5 separate regions of the Mus musculus genome follow, and regions 1, 2, 3 and 5 are each linked to region 4. The links are chromatin contacts, called in public ChIA-PET, Hi-C and HiChIP or PLAC-seq maps. All regions are on one chromosome and are shown on one strand. The core of a region is the stretch at or near the end of the contact, and the rest is flanking DNA. Distances in the headings are between cores, read along the strand shown.

The links. A called contact is a pair of places that touch in the nucleus more often than the background predicts. ChIA-PET counts read pairs in DNA pulled down with a chosen protein or histone mark. HiChIP or PLAC-seq counts read pairs in DNA pulled down with a chosen protein or histone mark.
Region 1: a contact with region 4 is called in a Hi-C map of Th2 cells, with 3 times the contacts expected there. The contact joins two enhancer-like sites. A contact is called at or near these places in 5 of 484 Hi-C or Micro-C datasets (CD4 T cells, Th1 cells and Th2 cells) and 2 of 115 datasets of contacts at active chromatin or transcription factors (CD8 T cells and memory CD8 T cells).
Region 2: a Hi-C map of Th2 cells shows a contact between it and region 4, with 2.9 times the contacts expected there. The contact joins two enhancer-like sites. A contact is called at or near these places in 1 of 484 Hi-C or Micro-C datasets (Th2 cells) and 1 of 9 other capture datasets (embryonic stem cells).
Region 3: an H3K27ac HiChIP or PLAC-seq map of heart atrium shows a contact between it and region 4, with 3 times the contacts expected there. The contact joins two enhancer-like sites. A contact is called at or near these places in 3 of 484 Hi-C or Micro-C datasets (cerebral cortex and uterus), 2 of 115 datasets of contacts at active chromatin or transcription factors (Th17 cells and heart atrium) and 1 of 9 other capture datasets (embryonic stem cells).
Region 5: a contact with region 4 is called in an RNA polymerase II ChIA-PET map of memory CD8 T cells, with 29 read pairs. The contact joins two enhancer-like sites. A contact is called at or near these places in 1 of 39 promoter capture datasets (the C10 cell line), 1 of 15 datasets of contacts at CTCF or cohesin (pro-B cells), 12 of 484 Hi-C or Micro-C datasets (B cells, the C10 cell line, CD4 T cells and 5 more) and 2 of 115 datasets of contacts at active chromatin or transcription factors (large pre-B cells and memory CD8 T cells).

What each region holds. Positions count from the first base shown.
Region 1 is chr8:115,187,498-115,191,846 of GRCm38.p6, forward strand. The region is part of intron 8 of Wwox (WW domain-containing oxidoreductase); the gene reads left to right. Among named protein-coding and RNA genes, the nearest start is that of Gm39257, 230 kb to the left of the region's middle. Within about 2 kb of position 2,469, at least 57 of the 459 cell types and tissues checked have an H3K27ac peak or open chromatin away from gene starts, as enhancers often do. A contact at or near this core is called in CD8 T cells, Th1 cells, Th2 cells and 1 more, where this site is marked.
Region 2 is chr8:115,135,192-115,139,621 of GRCm38.p6, forward strand. All of the region lies in intron 8 of Wwox (WW domain-containing oxidoreductase), which reads left to right. Among named protein-coding and RNA genes, the nearest start is that of Gm39257, 180 kb to the left of the region's middle. Within about 2 kb of position 1,825, at least 5 of the 459 cell types and tissues checked have an H3K27ac peak or open chromatin away from gene starts, as enhancers often do. A contact at or near this core is called in Th2 cells, where this site is marked.
Region 3 is chr8:115,156,617-115,161,666 of GRCm38.p6, forward strand. The region is part of intron 8 of Wwox (WW domain-containing oxidoreductase); the gene reads left to right. Among named protein-coding and RNA genes, the nearest start is that of Gm39257, 200 kb to the left of the region's middle. Within about 2 kb of position 3,480, at least 143 of the 459 cell types and tissues checked have an H3K27ac peak or open chromatin away from gene starts, as enhancers often do. A contact at or near this core is called in Th17 cells, heart atrium and uterus, where this site is marked.
Region 4 is chr8:114,971,674-114,976,609 of GRCm38.p6, forward strand. The region is part of intron 8 of Wwox (WW domain-containing oxidoreductase); the gene reads left to right. Among named protein-coding and RNA genes, the nearest start is that of Gm39257, 13 kb to the left of the region's middle. Within about 2 kb of position 1,603, at least 36 of the 459 cell types and tissues checked have an H3K27ac peak or open chromatin away from gene starts, as enhancers often do. A contact at or near this core is called in B cells, CD8 T cells, Th1 cells and 5 more, where this site is marked.
Region 5 is chr8:114,812,560-114,817,027 of GRCm38.p6, forward strand. The region is part of intron 8 of Wwox (WW domain-containing oxidoreductase); the gene reads left to right. Among named protein-coding and RNA genes, the nearest start is that of Gm16118, 110 kb to the left of the region's middle. Within about 2 kb of position 2,997, at least 88 of the 459 cell types and tissues checked have an H3K27ac peak or open chromatin away from gene starts, as enhancers often do. A contact at or near this core is called in B cells, CD8 T cells, Th17 cells and 1 more, where this site is marked.

The DNA of each region.
Region 1 (4,349 bases), core at 1,219-3,718, 220 kb after region 4:
GTCAAGCAGGAAGGGAGCCCCAGGTTCCCTCCTCAGTATGACATAAACTAGGCACAGTGGGACATACATGTAGTCCCAGCGTTTGGGAGGTCGAGGCAGGAACACTGGAAGTTCAGCTAGTCAGCAAGCTGCCGGGTTACATGAGATCTGGTCTGAAATGCCAACTGAGCAACAAATAAAGAATTAAGATAATAAAAGAAACCATTTTAAAGTACATTTTTAAAAATTCCCCTCAGTAAGGCATCTCCTTAAGTTAAGAGTCACAATAAAACATCTGGAAGTGGGAAAACAGATGATATGAGAAAGGAGAAAAAAATATTCCTGAGGTAGTATTAGGTTAAATAAAAACAGTAAGAAAGAAGACCTTTATGATTCTAATTATAAACAAATGGCTAAAGTATGGACTTACATGGCCTAGACATGCATAGGGAAAAAAGCCAGATGTTACTGACAGGCAGGTTAGTCTGTGAGGCCCAGAATAACAACCATTATCCCCTACCCCAAATATGACTTTTGCTTCCAACAAATAACTCCTTCAAACAGGGAAAAAAGTTTGCTAGGATTTCCATTCCTTTGTTTATTTGGCTTGCTGTGTTGTTTTTGTTTTTTGTTTTTGTTTTTGTTTTTTGTTTTGTTTTTTTGACACAAGATCTCAGTGCACCAGGGTGGCCTCAAACTCCGTATTTGAGCTTAGAATGACTTTACGCCCCGTCTCTCTCTTAATACAAAGATTTATTTTCATGTACGTGCATGTATGTGTCTGTGTGAGCGTTTGCTACATGAGGCCCCTGCACAGGCCAGAAGAGCATCAGTCCTCCAGAGCTGTAGCCCACAGGCAGTCCTGAGTCACCTGACACAGTGTTGGGAATGGAAGGCAGTTCCTACAAGAGAGCAGCGTGTGCTCTCCCCCATGACCCATCTCTCCAAGCCCCTCCTTGAGTTCCTGATTCTCCTATTTCCACCTTCAAAGCGCTTGAGCTTTGAAAACATTCTTGCTCTGGTGTCTAGGTGCAACTGAGGCAGATCTTTCTAGAAGTGTTCAGCAAAGTGCTCCCGAGCTCCGCCTCTCCTCCACTCTCTGGTGTGTGAGTTCAGAGAACCTGGAGGCCCCATCATTGTCACCCCAGCCACAAGGATCTCAGTGGCTTCCTCTATGGCAATAAAGGGAATCCCCTTTCTGCTCGGTTCTTTCTGCAGAGTAGATGCATCTCATGAAGCCCTTCCATCCCTGCTTTTATGTTTACAGACTTTGGGGGAGGAACCTATTCTCCATCCTCTTGAATAAACCACACCCAGACTTTTTCTACCTAACTCTCCTTTTAAAAAAGCACTTAAAAAAAAAGCCCAACACGTGTGTGAATTATGTCGGGACATGCATGTAACATACTGCATGTACGGAGTCCAAAGAACAGCTTTCTGGAATCAATTCTTTCCTTCCTCCTTTCTGTGAGCTCTGGGGATAAAACTCAGGTCACCAGGCATGTTCGACAAGCGCCTTTAAACCCCTGAACCATCTTGCCAGCCCCTTGCCTGCCTCCTGGTGTGTTCCTGGATGAAAGGTCATATGCAGGTAGAAGAGGAGAGACAGGACTGGCTTGAGAGTCTGTGCCCCATGAGCACAAAGCCCACCTTCTCTCCCAAAATGAGGTCCCCCCCATTGCCTTTGGCATCATGTCACAGGTGGACACAGGCTCTCTGGCCGACCTTCTGGCTGGAGCGCAGCAGCAGCTCGTTGGCTTTACTGCCTCACGACGTCCACCTTCCTGATCAATGCTTATCAGTTTGCCAAGAGACAGAGCCCGCCACTGCAGAGATTGATCCCAGTTATTTATCTCCCTGGGCCCAATGTAAATTGGTCAATCCTATTCGCATGATAAAAATCATAATGTCTCAAATTACTTACTCAATAAAATGTGGGTCTGTCTATTATTAGTGATCATTAGGGTTATAATGCAGCCTGGAAATGTGGAGCAAATTAACTGCTCATGCAAGCCGTGGGCCCCCTGTGTGCAGCTAATCGTATGCACACCGTTCCACCGGGCAGAAGGGTTTGCAAGAGCCATTTCAGAGTAGGAAGGGTCACACCCATACACCTTTTTCTTCTTAATCTGAATTTCTCAAAGGAACTTTTACCTAACATACAATGGAACCACAAGAGTTACCAAAAAGAAGAAGAAAAACAAAATAGAAAAAGGAAAAAGTAGAAGTATAACTAAAAATAAATAACGTATTTTAATGGTTCTATTCCCGTGTCATTAGATTTTTGAATAATGATGCATCAAAATTCTCCTTTGAGAGAACTCCCACAGAACCCCTCCTTTCTTGTCTGTCTGTCTGTCTGACTGTCTGACAACAGTTTCTCTCCCTGAAGCTTCCTACTCAGTGACATCACGGGACAGGTTCTATAGTCACGATGAGTTCCCATCGTACCTTGGCCGGGGCCATTTCCTCTGTGGCACAGGCTTCCTGGACACGTGGGCAGGTGGGAGGCTCTGACTGCAACGGCTGGTGTCTGGATATGAGAGAGGTGTAGCTTTGAGTGGCAGCGTCAGTTTAGAAGAAAATGAAAACAATACTCTGCGTGTAACCTGTTTCCTGTGAGGGTGTCAGGAAACCTCACAAGGAACTTCACAGATGAAAACTATGAGATAAATAGAAATAATGGCACCGTGCCAGGAATCGGACATTTTTACAGGTGTTCGGTGTATATAAAGATTTCTTCTAGAGAGGATGGCTTTTTTTTTTTTTTTTTGCAATACAGTCTGACACAAGATCCAAACCAAAGATGAGATTTAAATGGATTTAAAGAAAGCCCCTACCACCACCACCCCTAATAAACAAATAAACAAACACCACAAAAAAAAGCAAAAAACAACAACAACAAAAAACCACTTTGGATCAGGATCCTACTAGTATTCAAGTGCGCCTGACTTTAGGCCTGTTGGGATCCAGGTTCATAAATGGTACCAAAGGATTTAATTATCTCTTTCTCAGTTTTCATCAAACACCCCTCCTAGTACTACCAAAGGGTAGGACCACCACCATGGCTTCTTCTTAGGCCACTCTGGCTGCTTTTCACTCTGGACCAACATCATGAGCCAGAGGCTGCGAAACTCTCATCAGGGAGGCCTCTGCCCTGTGACCCTTCCTAGCACCAGGAAGTAACGTTAGCTTCTAAACAACCATGCCTTGAGAAAGTCACAGCGGGTGGCAGCTGGGGAGGGGGACCCCCAAGGGGCTTTGGGATATTATAAACAAAAGAAGGGGACCGGGTACCAAGAATGGAAGCTGCAAAGGTCCACTCTGTTTAGGCATGCCCTGGACTCATCTTTTAGTGTTTAAAGAGGATGAAGACTTACGGAAAGGCCTAGGGGGGTGACTGTGTAGACAGAGGACCCCAAAGGTGACTGATGTTGGGAGCAGAACAGGGCTCTGTTGAAGGGCTTGGGTTCAGGAGACTGGGAATGACACTTAATAACTGTAATTCTGGTAACTGCTCTTTTGCACGTGTCTATGTATGTGTTATATGTGTAAGCATGTGTATGTGTGTATGGGCTAACGCGTGTGGGATCTCTGTGTGTGTGTGTGCATGAGTGGAGTGGCCAGAGGTTGCCATCAAATATCTTCATAGACATAAGACATAGACCTTACATGCTGAGGCAATTTCTATCATTAAATCCAGAGATTGGCAATCCTGCCAGTCTGGCTACTCTGCTTGCTCTGACAATCCTCTGCCTCTGCCTCCTGGGACCTGGGGACCTGAAGTGGTGGTTCTCTCCCTTGTGCTTCAAACACTCTACTCACCGAACCCTCTGTCTAGCCTAGGTAGGCCTGATCAATTGACGGACCCTCATTAAGGCCTCCATGTTCTGAAGTGTTAAAATGCCCTGTTGTATTAGAGTTTTTGGTAAGACGACCGATCAGATAACAGTTGTGAGTCATTGCATCGTTAGTGACTGCTTTGTGGAGAGATTTTCAAATTTTTGCCATGAGCTCTGGAAGATGCAAAGCTCCTTGAAAAGAGCATTTCTGGTTCTGACAAGATGACTTCTCCGTTTTGAATTTAATAGCCAGGGAGAGCGCGTCTTTCCGAAACACGCACTGGGATTAAGCGCTTGGATAACACACAGACTTCACTTCTGAGGGAGCAGAATGAAATGCAAGCCTGAGATTCAGTGATACTCACTGGATGTTTGGCCTAATGGGAAACTGGCCAGAGCTTCATTGCCAGGTGTGCAGCTTGCAGCTTGAAATATGGCTTGGCTCCTCCATCATAGACACACATCCTGTGTGGCCTCTGTCCCTCAGATGTTCCAGTGACCCAGATATAATGACTTCTCTTTTCAACC
Region 2 (4,430 bases), core at 575-3,074, 160 kb after region 4:
CGACTTCTTTATCTCAGTCCGCACGACCAATCCTGGGACTATTTCAAGGGACATTGCCAGGCTTTCTTTCCTTTGGCAAGACAGAGCCTGTGTCACCTTTAGGTCGGATTCTAAGCCTTTTACATTCTGTCCCTCGCTGAGAAAATATAAAGTTACCTCCTCATCCATTGTCTGGATAAACACAGTAAATAACGTACACGGTGCCACACATCTCCAGTGCCACTAAAGATGAGGCAGAGACAGGAGAAATGCTGTGGGTTCGAGGTCTGTCTGAGCTACCTAGTAAATGCCAGACCAACTAGGGCTATAAAGCAGGACTTTGACTCAAACAAAACAAAACAAAACAAAACCCAAAAGCAACCAAAAAAAAAACCCCAAAACCCCAGAAAACAAAGACAAAAAGCAAGGGAGAGATGCACTATGTTCTCACAAAGCAACTGAGTCCAGGGAAGCCCAATCTCGTTAATACTTTATAAAGGAAAGGAAGGAAAAGGCAGTTCTTTGGGGTTTATGTTGAAGAAGCAGTGTTTTAGATGATGTTGTAGCAGGGCACACTGCAGATAAATGAACCATCTTCCAGATAATAACCTAGGAGGGCTCCGCGTGTCACACATCACACCAATAAACATCTTACTTAATTGAACAGCAAGCGTTTGTCTCTCTTCCATTTCTCACAGACACTGGCTTCTGCAGAGTCTTAGGAGAGGCCAGGGTTCCTCGGAAGCTGGCTCCACTAGGAGGTGTAGCCTCCTTTTCCAAAGCTAGATTGAGGTTGATGTAGGGACCCCATAGTGGGTATAAAATCATCAGCCGAGATAACCAGCCCTTCTCTATGCGTGTATAAATAAAGGTGTGATTTGTTAACAGGAGATTGTTAACAGCGTTTCCTTTGGTTTTTATTTAGAGCAAACTTGAAATATTGCCGGGGCTTAGGGTCTCTGGTAAGACGACAGTGGTCCAGGCCAAGGAGAAGGGCACAGTGTTCTGTGGGTCCATAATACATTGTGCAGCTAGCACACGGTCAGACCCCAAAGAATAGAGTCATTTGTTCACACTTCTCGAAGCCCAGTGTTGGTAGTTCTACATGTGGATGGCCTAGCCCAGACAAGGGCATTGTCAGCAGGCAGCATGGAGCCAACTGAGCTTGTAAGCAAGAGTGCCAGGCTTCTACCATAGAGCTATCTGGCAGTCAGGGGTTGGGGGGAGAATAGCCAAGACTCATGGTCCTTCAAGCCCAGAAGGACCCTTAGTCTAAGGGCATAATCTTCCCTTCTATCTTTGCCAGCTGCCATATGTCTCCCCGTGCTCTGACCCTCTGCCCGAGTACCCCAACCCCATCCCCAATGACTGGTACCCTCCTGCCCATTATCCCACAGTGCTTGAAAATTTTGTGAAGCCTCTTTGTGAAGATGCCCCAACATCCCCCTGGTGCATTTGGCTAGTGCCCCTCCTCTGGTCCTGGAACACTGAAAACTCTTTATGCTTCTACCTGTGTGGACTTCAACATTCTCTTCATTATTCACCCTTGCAAGCCCCACAGAATTCTTGGCATAGTGTAGACACTCAGATGTTATTTCTCAGGTGAGGGAACAGACCCATGAGCAAACAACTGAACGGATGAGCGAGCATGGGCTTTTGTCCTTGCAAGACTCCGCGCGCCCTTTCATCTCAGCAGCATCTGTGAAACACACCTACCTCTTTCTGATCTTCATTCTCAAGCAGTTTTGAAATGAGAACCAAAGCGGCAACGTTTTGCTCTTGGTACCCCAGGACCTCACCCACTCCCGACACTCGGGGCCTGTGTGGTAAGGATCTCAGATCCGGAGTGTGTGTGGCTTGTGTGGGGGTCTGTGACTAAGGGAGCCACCCGGCATACGGTGGTGAAACCCGAAAGGACGACTTGAGCAAGTAATTTCTGAAGAAACCCAGCAGGCAGGGCAGGAGAGGCACGATGTGGAACAGGAAGTTGCAACTTGGCCATTTGTAGCTCCATCTGGGTCTCCTTTATGGAACCTCAGCCTGGAAGAAGCCTGGCTGCTCATTTCTAAGCTTTAACATCTGTACTGGAGAAGAGAAGATGAGTTTCTGGATTAATGTCATACCAAAACCAAATAATAATAATAATAACAATAACAACAAACAACAAAACAATAATAATGAACAGGTAACATTTGGTCTTGCCTACATTAGATCTCTCTATTAGAAATTCTATTTAAAATGTTTGTTTGGTTTTTTTTTTTCCCTCCTCTTGGGACCAGTCTTGTTGGGTCCCCTCCATGCTTGGTTCCAGTGGAACTAAAGGGCAGCAAGCTGGCTGAGCCATCTAAGATGTACGGTCACCTCCACCCCTGCCTAGGACCTCTGTACAACCAACACCTAAGCGCTTGGCTGACAGCTGCCGTCCTTTTCTGTTTGCCTTATTGCTTTGCGTCTAGCATGTCAGCTCACTAGAGAAATGTCATCTGACTAGGGACAGTCAAGAGTCACCTAAGTCTCAAGTCAACAAGGCCACTATCCGTGCTGCTTCTCCATGCGGCTCTGGGAAGCTGATCTGTCTACTTTGGTCCCTAAAGTGTTGACTCTGTTCCCTTTGTGTCTAGTATTTGTTTGAACACGCCGCTTCCAACTATATGTGTGTGTGTGTGTGTAAGAACTAGAGATCTGGGGGAAATGGCAGCAGGGGTGTGTGTGGCGTGTGTTTGTCGGGAGTGAGGGGATGGTACTTGTCCGGAAGGCTCAGAAATCTCTGTGACCTCCCTTGGAGAAGGAGACTTCCTTGCAGTGTCTCCCGAAGACCCCAGGTTCCAACAGAAGACATTGATTCGCCTGGTTAGTTATGACCTCAGAACTTCTTGTGGCTCCCTTCTTTCTGATCCAGCTCCCAAGCAAAGCCAAAGGCAGAACGAATGTGGGCAGAGACTGGCTTAAGGAAGCCTGGCCCTTGCTCTGGTCCTCCAGATTGCTCTCACTAAAGCCTTGCTGTGTTCCTTTCTTAGAGAAGCTTTCAGCCCTCTTCTTATAGGACACTGTGAAAAGTAGGCACAGATCCTCTCTAAGCATGGGGGAGACTCTTTGCATTTAAAAAACAAAAACAAACAAACAAACAAAAATCCCAAAAGAATTCATGTCATTGTGGAGTATTCATAAAACAAAAGAGAGAACAGATAGACGTGAAACAAACTATTCACATTCCCAGCCACACCCTCTGTGCGTCGTTCATTTGTCTATTTACTTCCAGTCTTTTGTTTTCCCGACCTATTAGTTGGGCATTGATTTGCTTCTAAGCAAAAACTGCCATTACTAGCATACCATCATCAGTGACAAGAGAAGGACATATATCTGTTCAGGGCAGGTGGCTGGGACCTTCTCTTCTCAGTTGCTTGGACTCTGAGACCATATATTAGACAAGGGTTTCTACTCTGCCACCTTGTTTTTGTACAGGACTGTGTTAGGGACAGGGCAGAGAAGTCCTTTTCTCCTGAAATAGTTGAAGTTGACTGAAGTTCCTGTGGTGTTTGTAGACAGAATCTTTCTAGCCTGCAGGGAGAAACTGATAGGGCCTTCTCGACAAAACCCCCTCCAAAGGCATTGGACAAAACCCTTCTCTAAGAGTGCATGCAAACACGTTTCAAAGGCATTGGACAGTATCCCTAAGACTGCATGCCCTCACACCTGAAACAGCAGATACCCAAGAACAAACAGGGATTCCTGGTGGCCGAGGATTCTCTTTCTTATCTTGGGAAGTTGCACTAAGTGTTCCAACTGGAATATAGAATTGCATCTGTATCCCAACACAGTTGGTAACTGCAGGAGGTACTGTGGGGTGATTCAGCTCATGGCCACCTTATTCCCTGATATTCATCCTAAGTCTACACAGGACCACGGGATCCCTTGTACTGACAAGCCTCCAGTTTGAAAACTTTACTGCGTGCTAGGTCATATTAGCTCTACGTTAGATGGAAAGACGGAGGCCACCTGCCACATGTGATTCATCTCCACCACAGCTGTTAGTCCTTTATTCCTGGTAAACTCTTCCTCTACCGAGTTTTATTCCCAACAATGCTCCTGGAATGGTTTCAGTTCTCTTGGCTCTAAGAAGGTTTGTAAAAATACCACTTACCTAGACAAACCTCAGTTTTCACAACAAATTGTGCTGCATGACTGTCTGGCTATCTAACCACAATTACAATACCTGTACTTTATTTAGTCATTACAATGTACTTAAAAAAGTAAGAAGGAAAACAGCTTTTTCTATCTCAGCCTCCTGTTGGTGACACGGATGACATAGTCAGGTGTCCCACTGTAGGAACCACAGTTAGCATTTCATACCAGGACCAAAATCTTGACCCCCAAAAAGAGGCTAGATCTACATATTTTCATCTTTCAAAAGATGAAATGGGTAGACTTGGTTTAAGTTTTAAAATTGCAGC
Region 3 (5,050 bases), core at 2,230-4,729, 190 kb after region 4:
CCCCCCTTTCTACACAGGGAATAAATCCCAGAGCCTTGTGTGGACTGGGCAAGCATGCCACCACTGAGCTACATCCCCAGCTATATGGTTGATAGAGCATCAACCAACCTATCAGGATCTCGAATCACCTAGGAGGCAAACTTCTGAGCATGCCCATGAAGGGAGTATCTGGACCAGGTAAACTGAAGTGTGGAGAGTCAGCCCTTAAGTATGGGTAGGATCACTTTCATGGGCTTGGGCCCCTGGATGCCCAAAACCAAGAAAGCAAGCAGAGTACCAGGATTCATCTCTCCCTGCTTCCAGACTGTCAATGCCAGGTGACCAACCACTCCACACTTGGGCTGGCATGCTTCTCTGCCATGGTGGACAGCACCCTTGCGCTGTGAGTGAGAATAAACCCTTTCTCCTCAAGTTGCTTCTTGTTGGGTATTTGCTCACAGCAATTGAGGAAAGCAATGAGCTGGCCATTAGTTTGTAAGAGAGAATGTCATTATGTAGCCCAGGCTAGCCCCTGACTTGCCATCCTCTTGCCTCTGCCTCCTGAGTACTGAGATGACGAGTGTTCTTCCACCATACCCCATAGGCCATATTTTAACATACAACACTCTCCCTTCCTTTAGAGAGTAAGAAAGCAACAACATCTGTAATCTGACAGACTTAGGAAAACTGACAGGCTTAGCCCTCAACTAGAGTATTTAAATGGTTCCTTTCTCCGGGCGTTTGGGGCGTGGAGCGGGCCTTTCACCTGGGACCTGACTCTCCAGAGTTTGCTCCCTGCCTGCTTCTTCCATCCCGTTAGCTGGGTTCCTGGATGTATCTCAGCAATTCCTCATCAATGCCACACCCCACCTTTGCCTGTGATATTCCCCATCTTCCTTCTTACTCTTTATGTCCTCTTTGTGGTAGGTCGAATAAGGGCTACCAACAATGTCCATGTCATAATGCCCAGATCCTGTTGAGTATCTTAAGATTGCAAACAGGGAACTGAAGTGACAGAAGAAACGAAGGTCGCTCACCTGCCGACCTTCAGCGTGGGAGATGATTCTCAATGGCCTGGTGGGCCAGATTTTCTCACCAGTTTCCTACAGTGGGGAAGAGAGATGCTGTTGAATCACAGGGAATTGCACAGGCAAAGGATTAGACTGGACCTCATCAGCTCTGCAGATGGAGGGAGGGGCATGTGCTAAGAAAGGCCAGTAACTTCTAGAAGCCAAAAGAGGCCGTGAACCAGATTCTCTCCTATGCCTTCTATCAGGAGCCTGATTCCCAGATACATGGATTTAAGGATACATTTGGACTCCTGACCACTTCGATCATAAAGAGCAGAGTTGCCTTGAGCATCTAAATTTGGGTGTATTCCTTACGGCAGCAAAGGCTAACTAACACCCGCTCAAGCCATTCCCTTGAAACTTTTCTCTGTCTTCTACAGGCCCTCAGAGCACCACGTACCCATTCTTCTCGCAACAGCCTGTCCTGTCACACTTAAGGTGTGTGGTAGGACAGCTTAATTACGTACGGCCTGTCTCCTCATTAGGTGTGGGCAGGAACAGTGTGTGGCTCACTCTCCTATTCCCAGGACCCACCACCGCCCAAGGGCTCAAGAGCAGCTCAGAGAGTATTTGTAGAATGAATAAATGCATGAGGGAGTCAATGAATACATTAATTAATTAATCTGTAGGAGAAAGAAGGGCAAGCCACCATCAACTTTAATTAAGTGCATATCCCATGTCCAGGGCCAGTGAGGGGGCTACAGAATTCCAGGAACCAGATCTGCCCAGTGACAAGCTGGCAGCCTTGCCCTCTCTCTCAAGACAAAGGCCTCCCACCCCTTCCATCCAGGATACAATGGGCTGCTCTTCTACCCTCCCCCTCCCAATCTCAGCGGGAGAGTCAGGCTGAATATTTCTTTAAGGGATGCTGTTGAGTTTTCTTCCGGGGGAGCAAAGGATTTGTAGAAAAACCCAGCGTGTAACTTGAGTGTTCCGTGTAGCCAGATATCGGTGCCAAGCTAAATTTGTGTGTGCAGCTTCTGTTTAAGGCAATTATATAGTGTATAATACCCAGTAGAGAAATTAAGTCCAAGTACATTTTGCCCACAGAGATTATCCTCTCAGTTGGATTTATTTTAAACAACTTTTTGCCCCTTATACATTAAGACGCATGCAATAAATCACTTATGTAATAAACTGCAGTATATTATGTGGAAAAAAATGAGCGAGTGGCGTGTGTGTGTGTGTGGGGGGGGTGGCTTCCAGTGGAGCCAGACCTCAGGCATGAAGAGAGAGGAGGGGAAGGGACTTGGAAGGAGGGGGCCGCTGCACCAGAGGAACTTGGAGAGGCTACAAATGGAAGCATCTCCACAGCGAACCTCAGGCTGCTGCTGGAGGGAGCTGGTTATGTAATGACTGCGGCAGTGGGGCTCCAGAGAAACTTTTTCCAGCTCGGCTTTTCCAGAGCATCCTCCCAGCTAATGTTCATTACCGGGGGTGGGGGTGGGGGTGGGGGTGTTCAGAATTAGGCTGGAGGCTGGAGGAAGGGAGATGGAGGATGGGAGTTTGTATTAAAGATGAGAAAACAGAGATGAGAGCTTTCTGTTTAGCAGCTCTTGGGTGAGCCCTCCATCCAGACGCTGAATGATTGCTCTTCATTGTAAATACCAATGGCCATCATCTATCCCGCAGAGGGGGGGTCTCAGGAAAACGGGGGGGGGCGTGCTTTACGAGAAGTAGCAGCAAATGCGTTCGGTAGCAGGCCACCGGGCTTCCGGAGTGTCTAGTATACACCAGCATGCTGTTCGTTCTGTATCCGAATTTCTAATCTCACAGGCGTCTTATGCTTTTCTGAGCCAAGTCCAACAACTTTCGCCGGGGTAGCCTCCAGCGATGAGGATTCCTGTTAGCAGAAAAATGACTGTGAGCTCCGACTTCGAGCAGGGCCTCGAGTATTTACCTAGTTGAGGCTTCCCAAATGCACTACCAGAGGGCACTATGATTAGTCCCATTTCTCAAAAGTGTAAACTGAGGTTTTTTTCCTTTTGTTTTGTTTTGTTTTTTTTTTTTTAACAAAAATCTGCCCCCAAGTTCTCTCCATCTGGAAGGAAAAGAGCCAGGGTTCATGCCAAGACCCATCTGGCTCCCAAATGCTTTCTGGCAATCACCAAGTTATACAACCAATTCTAGATGCGGATCCGAGAAATAACTTCATGGTGAGACTTGCCAAGGGAGGCTGCTTGCCTCCTTCCTGCAGGAACACATTGCAGCTCACAAATCTACGCCGGCTAGAAAAAAGAAAACCAATACTGCTCAGAAAAAACGCTTGCAAACTTCCCGGCAGAAAGCCCCCTGTTCACCGTGGTGTGCCTGCCACCGGGGAGTGGAAGTTGAGGGGTGGGGGTGGGGGGGCACGAAGCACGGTCAGAAGCTAGGAGTTTCCGGCTGAAGAACCTCCTTCCAGAGCCCCTAGAGGAGAGCAGAGGAGCCGCTCCAATTTCCATGTGCGCCTTTCTCTAACTTTGAGAGCCCAATAAAACCCAGAGTGCTGGGTAGGAATCAGAGGCTGCTAAGCTGCTTGTAATTTACGATTTAGCGTCGCACAGTATAAAAATAGGCAGTGAAACTGAAAGGCAATCAAGTCTATTGTCACCAGGAATGGGACGTGATCTGACATCCGCCGCTGCCGAGAGCCCGCTGTGTACTGGGAATGTAGTGTATATGGTTTCATTTTATCTCGACATCCCTGGAGTCTGGCCCCTGTCATTTATCTGTTCCCGAGTTACAAAGCGCCCCACGTGCTACTAGTAGACAACAACCAATGCATTTTTTTGTTTTTGTTTTTATTAAATCCCATCATTTTCTGGCTCAATTTTTTGGGGGGGGGGGTAGGGATTGCTTTGTCTCTCAATCTGTTGGCTATGGGGCAAAGGTCACGGGGTGATTGGTGGGTGGGCTAGCCCATAATTACCTTTCTTACTGCATGAGTGGCTAAGTGGGGGGCTCCGCCTCTGGCTTCTTTAGCGTGGTGGTCTTAGAGAGGTTGGATCTTGTAGGGCGTACACCTCATAGCTGCCATGGCAAGGTCTTCTCCGACTGACCTTGGACATCACAGGAAGCCACTTCCTCTCACCATATGAGGAGACCTTATAGTGAGTTTACCATCCCTGGCACACTGGGATTCAATGCAGGGGGACATAAGGCTCTACTTCCTGGTGGGAAGACTATTGAAGAACTTGTAGCTGCATTTTGTAAGCCATCTGGGTGTCTGTGGTCTGCATCCTCTTTGTCCCCATAGCAGATCCTTCTAAGAGATAAGGACCCTGATTTTGTTTGACCGGGTCCCAGTGCTAACCCAGGGTGACTCAGCTAGCTTCTAGCTGCCACCTCAGGGTCAGGGCTGCTCACTTCATGGAGGTCAGGAAGCAGCAAGACGGGGGATGGCGCTGGGACAGGGGTCAGAGTCAGGGTGTGACCTTCAAAGCCATGCTCCCTAGTATCTGCCTAGCCCAAGTAGGTCTAATCTTCTAGTCTCTTTTGCTTCCCCATAAAGTTGTCAAAGTATGAATCGATCAGTGAATTAGCCTGATGATTAAGCCAGCCAGAGCCGTTAATGATCCAATTATTTTCCGAAGCTCCACCTCTGAGTATTATTTTGGGACCACGCCTTCAAAGCAAGAGCTGTTTGAACAGTACCTACTACCTCAACTGTAACATAGCGTTCACTCCAAACTGCCTTTCGCTCACAGAAGTCTTGAGACTTTGGGGCTCATTAACAAATCAATTAAAGTGTCTGGCAACACAAAAATCATAAACCAGAATCCTGGATTCTCCTTCAAGAAGAATTCCCGGGGTTAACAGAGAATCCATTCATGTCTGCCAGTCCGGCTTTGACTCTTTCTCATTTTCCATTGGCCCAGGGGTGTAGGAATGGTGCTGAAAAGTACTCAGGGGCAGACAAAACTGCGGTTAAAGGCAGCCCTCCTCGGCACTCTGCCCTCCCCCACCCCCCCCCCCACCTCTACTTAGCTTTACTGGTTTCTATTATAACCCACCCAGCA
Region 4 (4,936 bases), core at 353-2,852:
CTGTTGACAGCTGGGACAGATGTTCAATAAATACCGTGGGGGAAATAAGCTGAGTGAAGAAAATGAGAAGGCTCAGGTGTGTCATTTTTGACCGGGAGTATTCAAGACAGGGCTCTCAGGAAAGGCAGCATTTGAATGCAGGCCTGAAGGGAGTAATGTCACTGGCAGAGCATTCACCCAGAAGAAGCAGCCATCGAGTGCAAAGGCCCTCCGGCCAGAGCCTACACGGCACGCTTGAAGAGGAGGCAGCCGCAACCTAGTGGATGTGAGTGGGGGCTTAGAGGACGCCTGAGAGTTAGCATGCTGATGTGGGAAGCCTTCCTTCTAGAGAAGCTTCTAAAATTTGCTCCTTTTCCCCCAAAGAATGGGTCCCCCAAAGAGTGGATTGGCGAGAGGGGCAGTAACACGGACAGAAACAGAGACACCACACTAGAAAGCTAGGCAGCGATCCAACTTAATAAAAGACCTCAGAGCCAGCAAGGCCAAAGCGGTTCCTGTTCTGCTCCGGGTGACAAACCGTCTTAGAAATAACGATGGTAGGCACGCATGTAAAGACACTCAGAAGGACCCTTCTAATGATGCCAACGGCAAATGATTTGTTGAATGTATGTTCCCACCCCGCAAGGCCCTCAAGAAACAGCGAAACAGAGACAGGACTCAATTTCCCCCATGAGACTAACAGTGTGCATGTGTGTTCTCCCTAGATCTGCTCTCCTCTCCATCACCTGGCCAGTGTGGTCCTCATCTCTAGGCTCCCGCCTTGTGGATAACATCTCTGTAAAAACCTAGTAACTATAACTGTGGCCATAGCTAGCATCTCTCACAGTATCCATGCAGTCGGGCTAAATCACTGTGGCCATAGCTAGCATCTCTCACAGTATCCATGCAGACAGGCTGAACAGCAGCATACCCTCCCTGTCCCCTGACCCTCCATTCTCTGCCTCTGCCATGCTGGAATCACAGGAGCATGCTGCTGCACCCAGGTCTTTTTGTGGGTTCTGCAAGTCCACCTTGAGGTTCCCATACTTGCAAAGCAGACACTGGAGATGTATTGACCAAGACATCTCCCCACTGCCCCACTTTAATACATATTTCTTACACTAAGACAAACCTAAATTTGTGTTTTCTGACACCACAGCCTATGGTTTTGTTTGTTTGTTTGTTTATCTTTTTCTCTACCATTGCTCTGACTCTCCCCCGTCTGACATTATCTAGGACTTGCCACAATTTCAGGAATGCTCGGCTGTTTTGTTGTTGTTGTTGTTGTTGTTTGTTTTGTTTTGTAGCATGGAATGGGGACTGTCCTCAGTCACTGGCTGGGTCATGGACAGCAAACATTTGGCCCTCAGAGTGACATTCCTACCAAGTTTCCAACAATGGTGTCGGCCTGGTACGCCTGTCCTTCCTTGGTGTGAGCAGAAGTTTTATGACTGTGTGTTTATGGGAAAGTGCTGTTACTATTCTTAGACTGGCTGCTCTCACTTATTCATAGCCCCACTCTGCTGGTGGGCGGGAACGAGAAGTTATAATAGCAGCGCAGGTGCCTCTCATTGTCTTCCGTTCCTCACTGGATCGTGTTTATTAAGAAGGAAATCACAGTGGTGTGTCTGGAACTGCGTCTGAACAAATAACCCACAGGGAGGAGTCCCCGGAAGGTGGGCAGGAGGCAGCACACCAAGAGAGGCAAAAACAAGCCCGTGCTAATTGGGATCAGGCAGTGCTTTGCATGAGAATCAAGAACAAGAGCTCGGCTGCCACGTAATTACTGGCCTCAACCTTTGTTGGCATACTTCTTCACATAATTCTACAGGAGAGCGGCAATTTGAATTTAACACACTTTTTTTTTTCCTTCTGGGTTTTTAAAGGAATTTGAAAACAGAATTGCACGAGTACAGGGATGAAGAGAGGTCTTTGCTAAATGTTCAGGTTGCTTATAAATATATCGCTACACACACACACACACACACACACACATACACCGAGAGAGAGGGGACGAGGGAGAGGGAGAGAGAAAGAGTGCACACACTACCACCACCACTCTTTGGACAACTATCTCACTTGGTGATGTTTGGTTCCTTGGACAAAGCTCTTCTGACTCATTCAGATGAAAGGCAGGAGACTTAATTCAGTAGAGATTGGGAACTGCCAGCTCTTGGAGTCCACATCATCATAATCTTGTGGCAGTTTTCTAGCCAGATCCTTGAGAGACTTATGGATGTGTGTCTCTACATGTGGGTGTGGTGTTTACACAAAAGGCAACCCTTGGCCCATGTCATCGCTTTGGTCATGAGGCACCCTGAAGGGATATCGCAAATCCCTTTACAGAACCATGCAGCAAGTGTACCTCTTCATTCATCAGTCACTGCCATATCAAAGATAAACCAGACGTCACCCATGGCTCTGATACTCATGGTCCCGCACCACAGACAGAGCCATGTACAGAGGACTGGAACACCAGGGTCACTTGCTATGGTTTCCCAGGGCAATAGAGAGGAAGAAAACAGTCCATTCAAATAGGGGAGGGGGCACAAGGTAGTGCCCAAGTAGGCACCACCTCAGAGGACGCTGAGGGGGTAAATAAATTAATCTTCCAACAATAGAAGGATTGGAAAGACCACAGACAAACTTGGGACACATCAGGACAGAAACACATTTGGGGGGGAGCTTAAGGCCAGCCATGGCTAACATGTTGAGTTGGTCCAGGGGCTACTGAGAAGACAGGCAAGCTAGACAGAAAGGAGTAGACATCAAAGCCCACATCACGGGTACAGGAGGAGAAGGGGAGACATGCTCAGAGCTCCCACCATCAAACGTGGCCCTATTTTTAGAAGGGTCTGACTCCTGAAATACCTTAGTTCCTCCTACCTCCCTGGCTCCTCGTCTCTCTGTTCACTGAACTGAAAAATTATCAGGGCTATATTCAGCCCTCGCCAATAATAACATGTAACAAAAATATCTCATAGATTGCAACTTAGGAGTGTTTTGACTGCTCCCAGCCAAGTCTTTGAGAGTCACAGTGTGTACCCCACCCCCACCCTGTCTGCCTTTTTGATGAGTAAAATTGAGCCTTTTTTTTTTTTTTTTTTTTTTTTTCCCCAAAATGATGTTCTTTTGTGGCTTGTCTGCTTCTTCAAGAACAACTATACTCACAGCATTCTTCCTCTCTTATTGAAACCGAGAAGCCACCATGGCACCCTTCTGGGGTGGGGTGAGTATCAAAAGTTTGGAGACTACTACCTACCTTTCTGCAAACCTGGTGGGGAAAGAGGCAGGCCTGAAACTCCACTGCCACCTTGCTCCCATGAGAATAACAATGTCTTCCTTACAGACAAGACGTGAACCTTAGCAACTAGGTACCCAGCAGTTATTCACACAGGAAGTGGGATGAGAAGTATTATGGTAATCTCTACCATTATTTTCCCTGCGATGCTGGCTACTGTTTCCTTTAGCCAAAGGAGCTTTGACCTTCAGCTCACTGCTTCCTCCTGAATCAAGAGCAGACTGCCCACCATCAGCCTGGTCTCGTTGGCATTGCTCAATTAGTATATATTGAGATTCTGTAGGAGTCCCTGTCCTGAGTCAAACTCAGTAGGAGCCACCAGAATCCTTACTTCCTTACATGACCATGTCATGTTATGATAATTAATTATTAATTATTCTTCCCTGTAGAGATCAGATGTTTACCCCCATCAAGATCCTATTCAAAGACATCATGGCTTCTTCAGTAGGCCCCAGTTCAGCTTCCAAACCCAGAAGACACTTGGAAAGTGAATTGAGAAGGAAGAAAACGCCCTGTATGTTTCAAGGATCTGGGGTGGTACTTTCAGGATGATTCCTAGACTTGACTGGACTATAAGCACAGAGATTGCCACTCTGGCATCCAGAAGCAGACCTGCTTGCCTCGGACACTCCCTTTACTCCAACTTAGCCTCCTGTTCCTTGGTTTCCTCATCTGTCAAATGGGGATGTGTCCTAACTTGCTTTCAGATACTATGATAAACACCACAGCCAAAAGCGATTCGGGAAAGGGTTCGTATATTGAAGTTCATCACGGAGGGAAGACAAGGTAGGCAGTCAAGGCAAGAACATGGAGGTAGGAAGTGAAGTAGAGACAATGAAGAAACTCTGCATACTGCTTGCTCCTCTTGGTTTGCCTGGGGGTGGCACCACCCACAGTGAACTGGGTGGTCAAGTCACATATGCCTACTGGCTAGTCTAATGGAGAAAATCCCTCAGCTGAGGCTCCTTCTTCCTGGGTGACTCTAGTCTGTGTCAAGTTGACAAAAGCTAACCAGCACAGGATCCTGAGGACCCACAGTGATGGTCTGTGGGTCGTGCACAGGAACTGTGAACATGGCTGCCTGTTCAGTAGCAGTATGTGAGACCTGCTGAGAGGTGTAAGTTCTTCTCTGTTAGGAGTGTTGGGCTTGAGCACAGGGCCTTGTGAATGCTGGGCAAATTCTCTAAGTCTGAGCTACCGCCCCAGCCCCAGTCCTGTAACCTTCTAGTTCATTTGGAGTCCTTATGGGCATCTAGTCCACCAAATCCTGTGTATACACAACATGCGTGTCTTCACATCTCTGTGAGACTCTAAAACATCTCTGAGGAAAGAGAGGATAGGCAAGCATGAGAGCAGCGCAGGGAGGCTTCAGGGATTAGGTTTTTAGGAATTACTGTCCCTTGGTTTCTCTCTTCCATCATGCTCTTGGCTGTCCTCCCTGTCTCTCCTACCTAACAGACACCCACATGGAGTCTCTGCCACCCATGTGTCCACGTTGCCCAGCAGGACATTGCATACTAAATTGGAGGTGATTTGTGTCTGTATGGTCCAGCTCAGTGTTCACTCAAAGCTAAGGAGCACTTGAAACATGGCTGGTATGACTGAGGGTCTAGAAGCTTGACTTGATTGAATTGAATCTAAATAACTTAAGAAGTC
Region 5 (4,468 bases), core at 1,747-4,246, 160 kb before region 4:
AAGAAGAAAAGGGGGCCCACAAAGTGGTGTGGCCTGAAGATGGCTTGCCACTTAAGGTCCCCAGGGAAAGGGGGACATCAGCAGGGATGTAGGAGACTTAAGAAGAGACCCTTTCCTGGCTTTTTGTTTCCCTTGTTTCCCCTCCCCTTGCCTTTTTGTTCATATGCTTTGTTTTAAGTTGGTTTAGGACAAGGTCCTGCTACATAGCAATGGCCAACACCAAACTGTCCTCCATGCCCCTGCCCAACCTGCCCCATGCCAGGCTTACAGCCGTGGACCTACGTCCCAAGTCCTCCTTTCCCCCTATTAAATAATTTTAGTTACAAGCACACTTATTGCTATGAATTGAAAAAAAATAAAACCAATCCTGTGGTTTGTTGGATCTCCTTGGAGACATGTACAGTTCTAAAATTAAATGTGTTCTTCTACACTGTCTGGGAAAGGAGGCATTTCTCAGCCAAACCATAAGAAAGGAAAAGCTAATCTTCCGCATTTGCTTGCCCACATCTCAATATGTTTGTCTTTAGAATTACACACTGGCACATCACTGTTGAATGGTAGGAAGGCAGTGGTGGAGAGCACGGCAAGGCAGACATCTGGACTCGCAACTTCAGGGAGATGACCTCCTTTCGTTTATTCACCTCAGTTTATTCACCTGAAGAATGGGGTCAGTAGCACTGCCTACACTTCCGATGTTCCTCATGTACTTATGAAGATAATGTGGAGGCAGGCCTTTTACACACTTCTCATCACATTAATACCATTTATTTTATTATCAGTTTTATTATTGTTACTTTTGCCCCCCCCCTCCCTCAGCAGGGGCAAACTTTGCTCTTTGGACTAAGAACAAAACCCCCTGCAATTCTAGAGTGCCTTACATCTGTGGCAATTGTCCTAGGAACTGGAGCCATCTCTTGCTTTTTTTTAGTTCAACCTCGGAGGCCACAGGAGGCCTCTTCTGAGAGATGCCAAAAGGAGAAAAATGGAGATGCCAGCTTCCACAAACGTTATCCCTGTCCCTGCAGAACCATGACGTCTCTGATCTCTCCAGTGTTGACTGCAGGATATTTATTATTCAGCGATAATAATAAATCGCTGCTTATAAAATCCAGGGAATCGAGTGTCGCGGAGGGGAGGAAGGGGAGAGCTGCGAGAGCCAGAGGTCCAGCCAGGCCCAGGCTATTAATCATCGCCCTCCATTATTTCTCGAAGATTCATTCATTGTTCCATAGGTACCTAGAGGGTCAATTAGAGACCACAGACAGGCTTTTTCAAAGACACAGGAGGGTCAATTAGGCCCTCCTTATAATTTTATGCTTTACCAGCAAATGCCAGCGTATTGCACATCAGACTCGGGGAGGTTGGAGATAAACATGGTATTTTTTCCCCTCCTCCTTTGGAGAGAAAGAGGATCCCAACAAGGAGAAATGGAGATGGGTAGTAACCGGTCGGTCACACACGGCTCACAGGCAGTAAGTCTATGTATGGGTCAGTGGAAGGCAACAGGATTTGGTGACCAACCCTGACTTGTGAAGAGCAAAGTTCTCGTGGGGTCAGAGCCTCCGGAATGGTCAGGGACCTTCCGTGATGGAAGGCTCTCGTCCCTTATTAGAGGTGGTTCATTTATCTTAGGTGCCATCTTAACCGTGCAGGCAGGAGAGTATAATTGTAAGCTATAACAAAGAGTATAAGTAGTACTGAGCCCATGGTGATTTGAGTCAGGAGAGACTGGCCTGACCCGGGCTTGAGTCTCGGTGCCCACCATAGCCACCGTTCATGTTTCAGAAGAATTGGGCCAGTGTCATACACATATTGTTTTGCACTATCTTACGGTTCAAGGTTGGCAGCACATTTACATGTTGCCACAGATTACAATAAAAATGAAAGAAAGAAATTGTTCCTAGTAAGAAATAGACGAAGGCCGAGGACTATATCTTGGTGGCTAGCATGTGTGAGGTACTGGGTTTGATAGAGGGGAGGACATAGAAGAGAGAATATCCCAAGACCAGCACCCACATCGACTGCTTTTCCAAGTAGAAGATTACACACTGACTCTGCCCATTCCTAAACATTCAGTCTTGTTAACAGGTCTTTGTATGGATTGGTGCATCTCTCTGCCTGGAATGTTCTATCCAAAGCTAGCTGCAGGTCTTTCTTCTTCTTCCTCCTCTTCTTCCTCCTCTTCCTCTTCTCCTCTTCCTCCTCCTCTTCCTTTTCCTCTTCTTCCTCCCCTTCCGCCTCTTCCTCCTCTTCCTTCTCCTCCTCTTCCTCCTCTTCCTCCTCCTCCTTTTCCTCCTCTTCCTCCTCCAGACTGAGTCAGGCAAGTTGGCATCCTCTGTAGTCCCCACAGTACCCTCTCAAGTCATAGGACCATGTGATATCTGTTTACTAGCCTGCTGGGCATCATACACTGCCACCCTGAGCATGTGTGTGCCAAGAGATACAGTTGAGTCTGGCAGGAGCCCAGCATGGGAGAAGGAAAGTGGTAGAGGAGGAGCCAGGAGATAGAGCAAAAGTCTCCTGACGGCTCCCAAGACCCAGCCTACTGTAGATCCTCCCGTCATGGGAAAGATCATCACCAGGAATGTTTAGGAATAGTGCGACTGTCAGCAGAATGGTGGGGTGGGTGTCAAGAGCAGTGTCGTCAGCTGTGGAAGACATTCTCCAGACAATGAATGAGTGGAAATGACTTCACCCACTTCCCCTTCCTCACCAGGACCCTTGCATCACCTTGGATCTAGCATCACTTGTCACATATGTCAGGAATCAAGGACTCTGGGAGCAGTGTGGTCAGCAAAAGGCACAATTAGTCATGTGTGAGCGTTTTGTGTATTCCACGTAGCTTTCCCTTTTTTTTTTCTTTCTTGAACTGCTCCCCTCGAGGGAAACCCACTTCCGGCATGAGTTTCTTGATGGGGTGTTCTAACTAAGGGCTTTAGTCATGTGAACATAAACAGGAAGGTCCTCACCCCACCCATCTCACAGACCCGGAGCAAACAGACATAGACCACAAGTCTCACCCAACCTTCTCTGTTTCCTCAGTGTATGCCCTGGCTTACAGTCTAATGCAGGAGGGCCAGTTCCCAGCTTCCTCCCAAAGCTACATTTTTCTGTTTGTCTGAAATAACTCAGATCTCAGGAGTTTGCTGTTACATTGCTTCACAGAAATGAGTGAGTGGTGCTCTCTCTCTCTCTCTCCCTCTCCCTCTCCCTCTCTCTCTCTCTCTCTCTCTCTCTCTCTCTCTCTCTCTCTCTGGTATACTTTGGGTATAAGAAGGAACTTACAAATCCACTCCTTTTTCCCTTCTCTCTGTAGTTTGACAGATTATAGGAGGTGGGATGATATTTTTACGTACAAATATCCATTGCAGAGATCCTTTGGACATAGTAACATAGAAGAAAGCATATTCTTTTTGTAGCCTAAATCCTCAATACTGTTGGTATATGAGGATGTTGATTTCTGATTTTATCTAACACTTGGCATGGGAAAGGAATTTCACTAGCTACTACTAGCCTGAACTCACGCCTGCCTAGCATATCACCACTGTCAAGGAAAATAACAGTGATAAGTATTGTTTTGGAACCAACCTTTTCTAACTAAAAAAAACCAGAGCTGTGGCGATTAGGGTTTTATGCTCTATAGGAACAGTGATTGTGAAAGCTAATAAAAATATTTAAAAAAAAAAAAGGCAGAAGAGAAGTTCTACTTAGGGTTCTTTAAGCTGGAGTTCTTGCTTTCTGCTCTGTTTGTGTGTGCGCCATCCCTGTGTAACAAATCAGCATACACTTGGCAACTCTAGCCCATATCAATGGCTGCAGTTCTATAGGTCGAAAGTAAGGGCCCATTATAGCTGTGTTATCATCTCTGAACCTCAGGAAGACCGTGGGGCATCAGCTGGAGCTGCACTCCTGTCTGCGGACACTGGAGGGAAATCCACTGCCACGTTCGTTCAAGGTGTTGGCAGAATTTAGTCCCTTAAAGCTACAAGACTGAGGCTTGAGGTTCCTCTTCAGTCATAGCAGGTGGCTGCCGTCTGCTACCGGAGGCCACCCACCCGTGTCCCTTGACACCCCAGGAGAAGCAGCAGCGACCCACAGATGAAGTCCCTTTGAGGTTTGAATCTCCCTCACTTTCTCGACGCTGCTGTCTGAACACAAATAGAGGGACTTACGTGACTTGGGCACCGAGTTTGGAGCTTTCGATAGCATATGTAAAATCTGTTTAGAATAAATGCACTGACAGATCAATGCCTGGGAGAAGCCCATGTGTACACGGTGGGTCTCTTCAATGGCTGAATTCAACACGCTGTCTTCTCTGTGCCACAGAGTTCCCCACTTGGAATCATGACATGGAGGATTGCCGGGACCATCGAGTGAGTGGTTGTCACTTGTTAGCCCTGTGGTAGCAGACAGGCTTTCCACAGATACCCTCCCAGTTTCCCTTTCAGCTGTGCTGGTTAGGCACAGA